Linked DNA regions of Sus scrofa: region 1 is linked to region 2. A link is a contact called in public promoter capture Hi-C data. All regions are on one chromosome and are shown on one strand. Each heading gives the region's core, a stretch centred on a gene start, on an enhancer-like site or on the middle of the called end of the contact. The rest is flanking DNA. Distances are from core to core; before and after follow the strand shown. Region 1 holds the start of C10H10orf113 (putative uncharacterized protein C10orf113 homolog). Region 2 holds the start of NEBL (nebulette).

What was found. Promoter capture Hi-C pulls out the DNA fragments that hold promoters and counts their contacts.
Region 1: a contact with region 2 is called in a promoter capture Hi-C map of liver, with 4 times the contacts expected there. The contact joins the promoter of C10H10orf113 here to the promoter of NEBL in region 2. A contact is called at or near these places in 1 of 5 promoter capture datasets (liver) and 5 of 47 Hi-C or Micro-C datasets (epiblast stem cells, heart right ventricle and liver).

What each region holds. Positions count from the first base shown.
Region 1 is chr10:53,645,837-53,649,475 of Sscrofa11.1, forward strand. C10H10orf113 (putative uncharacterized protein C10orf113 homolog) reads left to right here and starts at 2,230. Exons shown (of 3, transcript XM_021064960.1): 1 at 2,230-3,639. The coding sequence starts at 3,562. The region is part of intron 2 of NEBL (nebulette); the gene reads left to right.
Region 2 is chr10:53,600,869-53,604,717 of Sscrofa11.1, forward strand. It overlaps NEBL (nebulette), which reads left to right and starts at 2,061. Exons shown (of 7, transcript XM_003357763.4): 1 at 2,061-2,411; 2 at 3,729-3,823. The coding sequence starts at 2,343.

The sequences.
Region 1 (3,639 bases), core at 980-3,479, 45 kb after region 2:
GGACTCCATCAGAATTTAAAAGCTCTTGTGCTTCAAAGGACATTCTCAAGAAAATGTAATGACAGCTCATGAAATGTGAGAAAGTATTTGCAAATTATATATCTGATAAAGGATTTGTATCCAGAATATATTGAATACTGTTACAAATCAATACATAGAAGACAAATAACTCAGTTAAAATTGGGCAAAAGATTTAAATAGACATTTCTCCAAAGAAGATATACAAGTGGCCAATAAGCATAAGAAAAAAGGCTTAGTTTTTATGGAAATGCACATCAAAACCAGTGAGATTCATACCCACTGGGATATACATAATCAAAAAATGGACAGTAGCAAGTATTGATGAAGATATTAAGATATTAGATTTCTGCTGGATTACTAGTGAGAATATCAAAACAGCACGACTGCTTTGGACAACAGTCTGGCAGTTCCTTAGAAAGTTAAACATAGAGTCACTATATGATCCAACAGTCTCCTCCTCATGGTAGACCCAAGAGTATCTAAAACTTATATTCACACAAAACTTCTACATGAATGTTCATAGCAGCAATATTCATAATAGCCCAAAGTGGGAAAAAAAGGTAATTTCATCAGAAAGTGGAATTAAATGATGAATGAATAAACAAAATACTGTGAATATATACAATGGAACACTATTCAGCCCTAAAAAGGAATGAAGTACTGATACATGATGTCACATGATGAGCCTTGAAAATATTATGCTAAATGAAAGAAACCAGACACCAAAGGCCATATATATTATATGATTCCATTTATATGAAATGTCCAGGTCAGGCAAATCCATAGAGCCAGATTAGTACTTGCTATATAGGCTCTTGGGAAAAGGGGAGAATGGGAAGTGACTGCTAATGGGTATAGGGTTTCTTTTTGGGGTGATGAAAATGTTCTAGAATTATATACAGGTGACTTTTTGAGAGTATACTAAAAACCACTGGAATGTGCACTCTAAAAAGGTGACTTTTATGGCATTAGAATTTTATCTCAATATATAAATGTATATACATAGTAAAAAAATAAATAAAAAAAGATAGCAATATCTGCTTTTCTGGAAAGAGCTGGAAACAAAGTCACTATTGACCATTGAAAAAGCACAATAGTAGGAAATTTTACCAACTCCATTTGGGGAATGAGAACCAAGGGAAATCGGAGTCCAGCTTCTTGCCAAATGAGCTTCCTTCTCTTCTCTTTTTCTTCTCCTTACTCCCTCCCCCCAACTTAGCAGTGGGAAGAAATGACTAGTTCAGTGGGGAGGAAAAAACGATGATGCTGGTTTCAGCCTCAAGGTCAGTGTTCCATGTCATGACGTGTCAAACACTCCAGAGGTTCCAAGTGTATTACGAAACAAAACAACATTTTGCAATGTTGACCCTCTCCTCACTGCCTTTATTAGTTTTGTGCTGTGCTGTGCTTTTCTCTGGGTTGGATTTTTTTTCTTTGGATTCTTTGGTTTTGTTACTTCTGCCTATTTATTTTGACAGGGAGAATGCCTCATAATGAGCCAACTACAGCCCACTGAGACCTAACTGTGGAGGATACATGTGGTCTTGTTTCAGAAACCTAGTTGTTTCTGGTTAACATGCACGGGGCTCATCTGATGTTGGGCTCCCAGCCCACCGTCAGCTCTAATCCCAGCACATCCTTCTCTCATGCTGTTCATTAAAGATGGGGATCAAGTGGGACTTGGAGCAGCAGCTTTTTTTTTTTTTAATTGAGGTGTAATTGACCTGTAACCTTGTATTATTTCAGTGTACAACATGATGATATCTGTATATATTGTGAAATGATCACCACACTAAGTTTAGTTAACATCTGTCACCACATATAGTTACATGTTGTTTTTCTTGTGACGAGAACTTTTAAGATTTCCTCTGTTAGCCAGTTTCAGATACACACTATGGTCTTGTTAACTGTAGTTGCCATGCTGTACGTTACATTCCCCAGAGCCTCTTCATCTTACAACCGGAGGTTTGTACCTTTGGGCACCCTTCACCCATGTCGCCCTCTCCTTACACCCGCCCCCCCCACCCCTTGCAACCACCAGTCTGTTCTCTGTATCTGTGAGTTCAGTTTCTTTTCGATTCCATATGTAAGTGAAATTGTATGGTATTTGTCTTTCTCTGTCTGACTTGTTTCACTTGGCATAATGCCTTCATAAGGTCTCCCCATGATGTTGCAAATGGCAAGAGTTCCTTCTTTTGCATGGCTGAATAATATTCCATTGCACACACGTGTGCGTGCATGCGTGTGTGTGTGTGTGTGTGTGTGTGTGACATTTTCTTTATTCATTCATCCATTAGTAGAACAGAGGTTGCTTCCAAGTTTTGGCTGTGGTGAAAAATGCTGGCATGAACAGGACCAACTTTTTTTTTCCTTCTCTCTCTCCCTAATATTATGTTTCCATGTTTTGTGTACATTCTCACTTTTCTCACTCTTTTTCTTTTCTCTTTAAGCAATGCTAGGCTAAATTGAGACTTAGAAAATGTGTTGATGGTGTTTGGTCTCTCCCGACCTGGCCTCAGCTGCCCCATCTCCATTCTGACCTTTCTTTTCCAGATACTCATTCCTCTTACATTTTTACTAATTAATTACCCTAACTGTGGCATTTTATTCTCCTCTACATTCATTGATCCTTAGCTGATCTGTGTTCCACCTCTTGGGACCCAGTTGAAAGGCTGAATTTCAGCTGAGAAAGTCAAAATGGAATTTTTCTAGTTCTGTGATAATTTCTGCTTTTATTCGCTGGGATTCTTTTAAATGGGTGAAGTTTCCATCATCAGTTACTTGGTTATCCTGAAATATAGTTTGGAAAGAGAAAATGGTATGTTATTCAGCCTTGCCTTGTATTTATCATTTGTCAGAATGATGAATTGGGGCTCCAGCACCTTTTACTGGTGGTCACTAGTGAGCTGTTCTTTACTGTTTTGGGGGTGGAGGTGGAAGGACCTCTTATCAACTCATTATACACTCACGGACTTTATAGAATTGATACGTTTGAATCAGTTGCAGTCCTTCTTTTTGATATTCAAATTGTCCTGTCTTGGGCCAGTGGAGGCTCCTTCTAGAGGGTTTGCATGTCTCCTTGACACCACCCTATTAGTCTGAACCACTGACTTCTGGGCAGCACTTTCCACCTCGTTAAGTAATTGGATTAGTTGGTCTTTAAGATTCCTTTCAGTTCTAGCTTTCCTGCCAAAAAAAAAAGGTGCCACTTTTAATATCCTACAATAAACTCTTTTATGCTGGAAATACACTATTTTGATTTTTTTCCCTTTTGAGTTCACCGAGCAGGTAACTTTATGCATTGGAAAATATGAAATGTTTTTGTTTCCCCCCTTCCTACCTTTTAGCTCTCACTTACGTAACACTGGCTCAGGATCCTTCCATTCTCTAAACTCAGTATCTAGGCAGAAAAACAAAACAAAATAAGCGGTAGAAACATTTCTATCCTTAAGGCTGTAATGAGGCTTACCAAGGAAGTACCTGATTTTGAAGATGGATTTTTTTTTTGAAATATACCAGCATTAGTTGTTACTATTCCAAATGCGATATTTTTCTCACCTTTTAGTTGAGGCAGGAAGAATGGATAGCTGTGTTTTATCCCATAGCCCTGGTAAGGCA
Region 2 (3,849 bases), core at 811-3,310:
TAAGATAGTTGAAGAGTTCAATGTGTTGATTTGTTGTACGTATACTTTGTGAAAGGAATCCCTCCCCCCATAGAATTAACACATTCATCACCTCACATATTTTCCCCCTTTTTGGATGAGAACATTTAAATTCTATTCTCTTAGTAGGCTTCTATTATCCAACACTGTGTTAACTGCAGTCACCATGTTATACAGTAGATGCTCAGACCTCATTCATCTTATAACTGAATGTTGGTACCCATTTACCAACCTCTCCTTGTTTCACTGCCTGGCAACCACTTTTTCTTCTCTGAGTTCCACTTTTTACTTTTTTTTTTTCTTTAAGATTCCACGTATGTGTGACACCATGCAGTATTTGTCTGGCTTATTTCACTTAACATAAAGTCCTCCACTTTCACCTGTGGTCTTAAGCTTTTCTAATTAGTTCTGAGGTGTTTTTAAATGACAGCGAGACTCTCTGACAGCAAATTATTGCTTTATTTGCTTTAGAGGTGGACTTGTGAGCAGGGCAAAAAGCGGTTCAAAGGCTGCTGCATTGGTGGATCTTTTTTAAGAAATGATCTCTTTTGAAAGGTCAAACAACACAGTCTCATTATGAATGATATTTCATCTGTGCAGTCTGCCTGAGGAGCTCAGAAATCAGCAGTTTTCTTTTTTCATGAAAAGCTGCAGCAATGATTTTTTAAAAAATCACCAATATTTGTTACAGTAGTGGCTATGTGGCATTACTGAGTCTTAATCTCTGCGTTAACAGCAGAATGTTTCCTTATTTGCTACAAACGGCCTATGATGATAATCCAGGCTGACACTTAATGTAGCGTTTGCCGAGAGCCAGGCAGGTTGAAACACTTATCTGCTGACTCATAATTCTCACACTGGGAAAATTGAAGCTGTTTTGCAGCAGTTATTCCCATTTTGCAGATTTGAAAACTGAGGCATAGAGAGGGTAAGTATTTGCACAAAGTCACATGACAGTAAATGGCAGGGTTGGGTTTTGAATTCAGGACGTGTGGCTCCATTTTGCTGCCTTTTACAAAGCGAGTCCAACAAGCTTATTAAAACTAAAACGGATTTCTATTCCGTTTGGTTCTATCTGACCCTTACCCTTCAGCTTGATTTCCTGGCCCTTCCGGTTAGGACCATGAATTTGTAATTGCTTTCCTTAACGTAGGTGAAGAACTTTTCGTAGACCCTGTGGTGTTTAATTGCAAAATATACAGTATGCGCGCGCGATCCCCCCCCCCCCCATGAACGATGTCCGTTTATTAATCAAGAAAGGCTTGATTCGGGCCTAAAATGATCACTCGTTTTATGAGAACAGATATAACAAGTGCAGAGGAGGGTAGCCAGTGAGAGAAGTCTCTTCCCGTCAGGGTCCGAGGATTTAGCGCAGGCACGCGGGAACGCTTGCTTCCAGCGAAGGCCCGTGGGGGCCGGCGCGGCACAGCCCCCTGGCGCTGCTGGGACGTGAAGCTCCAGGTTCCCCGCGGGTTTCCCAGCTCCCGCACGGGAAAGCGTCGCTGCGCACGCCCGGACCAGTCTCCGCCCGGGCACTGGGCGCTGCGTGGGGCGTCGGTGCGCTGCTGCCCGCGACCCGGGGCGGGCGCACCCCCACCTCGCGTTCCCCGCGACCTTTGGGCATCAGGAACATAGATCGGCCTAGGAGCCGGGCAGCCCCCGGCTGGGCAGGGGAGAGAGGAGGAAGGGGTGCAGGGCGTGCGCGGGGTTGAGCCCTCCCTCGCGGCCCCCCCGCGGTCCTCCTCCGCCGCCGCCGCCCACCTGGCCGCCCCCGCTGCGGCAGCCGCGCGAAGCTCGCTCCCAGGCCTCCCCTTCGCAGCCGAGCGGTCTGCGGAGCTTTCCGGGTCTCTGCCCTCCCCCTTCCCCCGCTTCGCCCGCCCTCCCCCGGGGCCCGACGTGCTCGTTCCCTGCCACTTCGGTCGGGGCGCGCCGGTGGGTTTGGCCTGCGCGTCACCGGCGAGGCGGGGGAGCGAGTGAGCGCGAGGGGCGGGAGCGAGTGTCTCTGTGAGTCACCGGTACCTGGAGTGCGAGCGACGCAGAGCGAGCGGCGCGGAGCCCGAGCCGGAGCCGAGCCCGAGCACGAGAGCGCGGCCGCCCCTCGGCGCCAGGCCCAGCCGCGCACCCACCCGCGCCCCCGCCGCCTCCCCGCGCGCCGCGCGGCCCGCTCGCCCCCGGCTCCGGGCAGACTCCCGATCCCCGCGCCCGGCCTCCCGCCGCCCTCCCGTCTGCCAGGAGGCGGTGCGGGGATCGCCGGGGGATGTCACAGCGGCTCCTCGGAGCCCCCAGCCGCCGCCGCCTGTTCGCCGCCCCCAGGAACCGCGACAATGAACCCCCAATGTGCCCGCTGCGGGAAAGTAGTGTATCCCACGGAGAAAGTCAACTGCCTGGATAAGGTGAGCAAGGGGGCGCCGGGCCAGCCGGGACCTGCCGGGCGCCGGGCTGCACCTGCTTGGAGAAGTTTTGGCATCTGCGATGGAAAGAGAAGAGTGGGTCTGTGCGTGTATGTGTGTGTGTGTCTTGGCACGGGGTGAGGGCATACGAAGGAAGATGCCCGAGGAGTGTCAGAGAGCACGCTTGGCGACCGTGCTGTAGGAACCAGGAAAGCCTTTTGTCGGGGTGCGGGCGGCGGGGGTGCGGGGCTGCGCCGGCGGCGGCAGCGAGCGGCGGCGGAGGGCGCCAGGCGGACCGCGGCCCTGGGAGCCCACGCGGGGCCCCCGGGAGCAGTTCGGCGAGCCGCGCCCCTCTCACCACCACTCCTGCCCTGTCACTGCCCCGCAACCCCCGCCCCCGCCGCCCCCGCCCAAGGATGCGTCCGCATCCCCACCTCACCCCTGCCCCGGCGCCTCTCGTAAGGGCGGCGAGGTGGAGAGGCAGATAGTAATTAATATGTCGTGGGGCGGCCGCTGCCGCATTGCTAAGAATAATCCCCGCCCAGGAGCCGGGGCTCAGCGCGGCAAGCCGGACCCGCGGGGGGCTAATCCACCCGGTTGGGGAATTCCAGAGGAACCGGCTGTAGCCCGGGCCCCGCAGCTCAGCTCCCCTGCCCTTCCTGGGTGCGGATGGAGTTGAACAGCCTGGGAGAGAGACGCTGGCCTCTGTCCTGAGAGACTGACGATGGAGTCCAGCCGGAGGAGGTCCTAGTGAAATTTGCGTGTGGTCATACAGATGATGCCTCCCAAGAGCACGTCGTCATCCCTTCAGGCATCCCGGACAGAGCCCAGCTTTCCGCAGTTTAGTGGAGCTGGACAGGGATGGGGGACCAGGGGTACTTACATGGTGCGCCTCCTGCCATCTCAGGTTGCTTGACTTCCGGTGGACACATGTTTATTGAGATCTCTCAAACAGTGTTTAGGCACTTTGACTTGGACTCGTTTTCCTTTTGGAGCCACTTCACCGGCTCCATTTCTCCATTAACCAATTGCAGAACTCCTTTCGGGCTGCTCGTCGAGGTGTGATATGGGCAGAGCCCTTGTCATTTCTTCCACTGGAGTCTGTACGTTTTGGTGGGGATTCATTTAAAACTCAGTTTTAATAACTGCCTGCTTTATTTACTTAACTGAAATTAGGCAAACATCCACTGGTACCTGCGATCATTTTGTTGTAGTATTTTCAGATACGGGGACTTGTGATGCACTAAAAATGTCTCCTTTCTGTACCCTTCCTGGAGAGAACTGGCATTGTACCAAAATTTTAAATATTTTTTTTTTCAGTATTGGCATAAAGGATGTTTCCATTGTGAAGTCTGCAAGATGGCTCTCAACATGAACAACTACAAAGGCTATGAAAAGAAGCCCTATTGTAATGCGTAAGTACTGTCAACATGATGTGCCA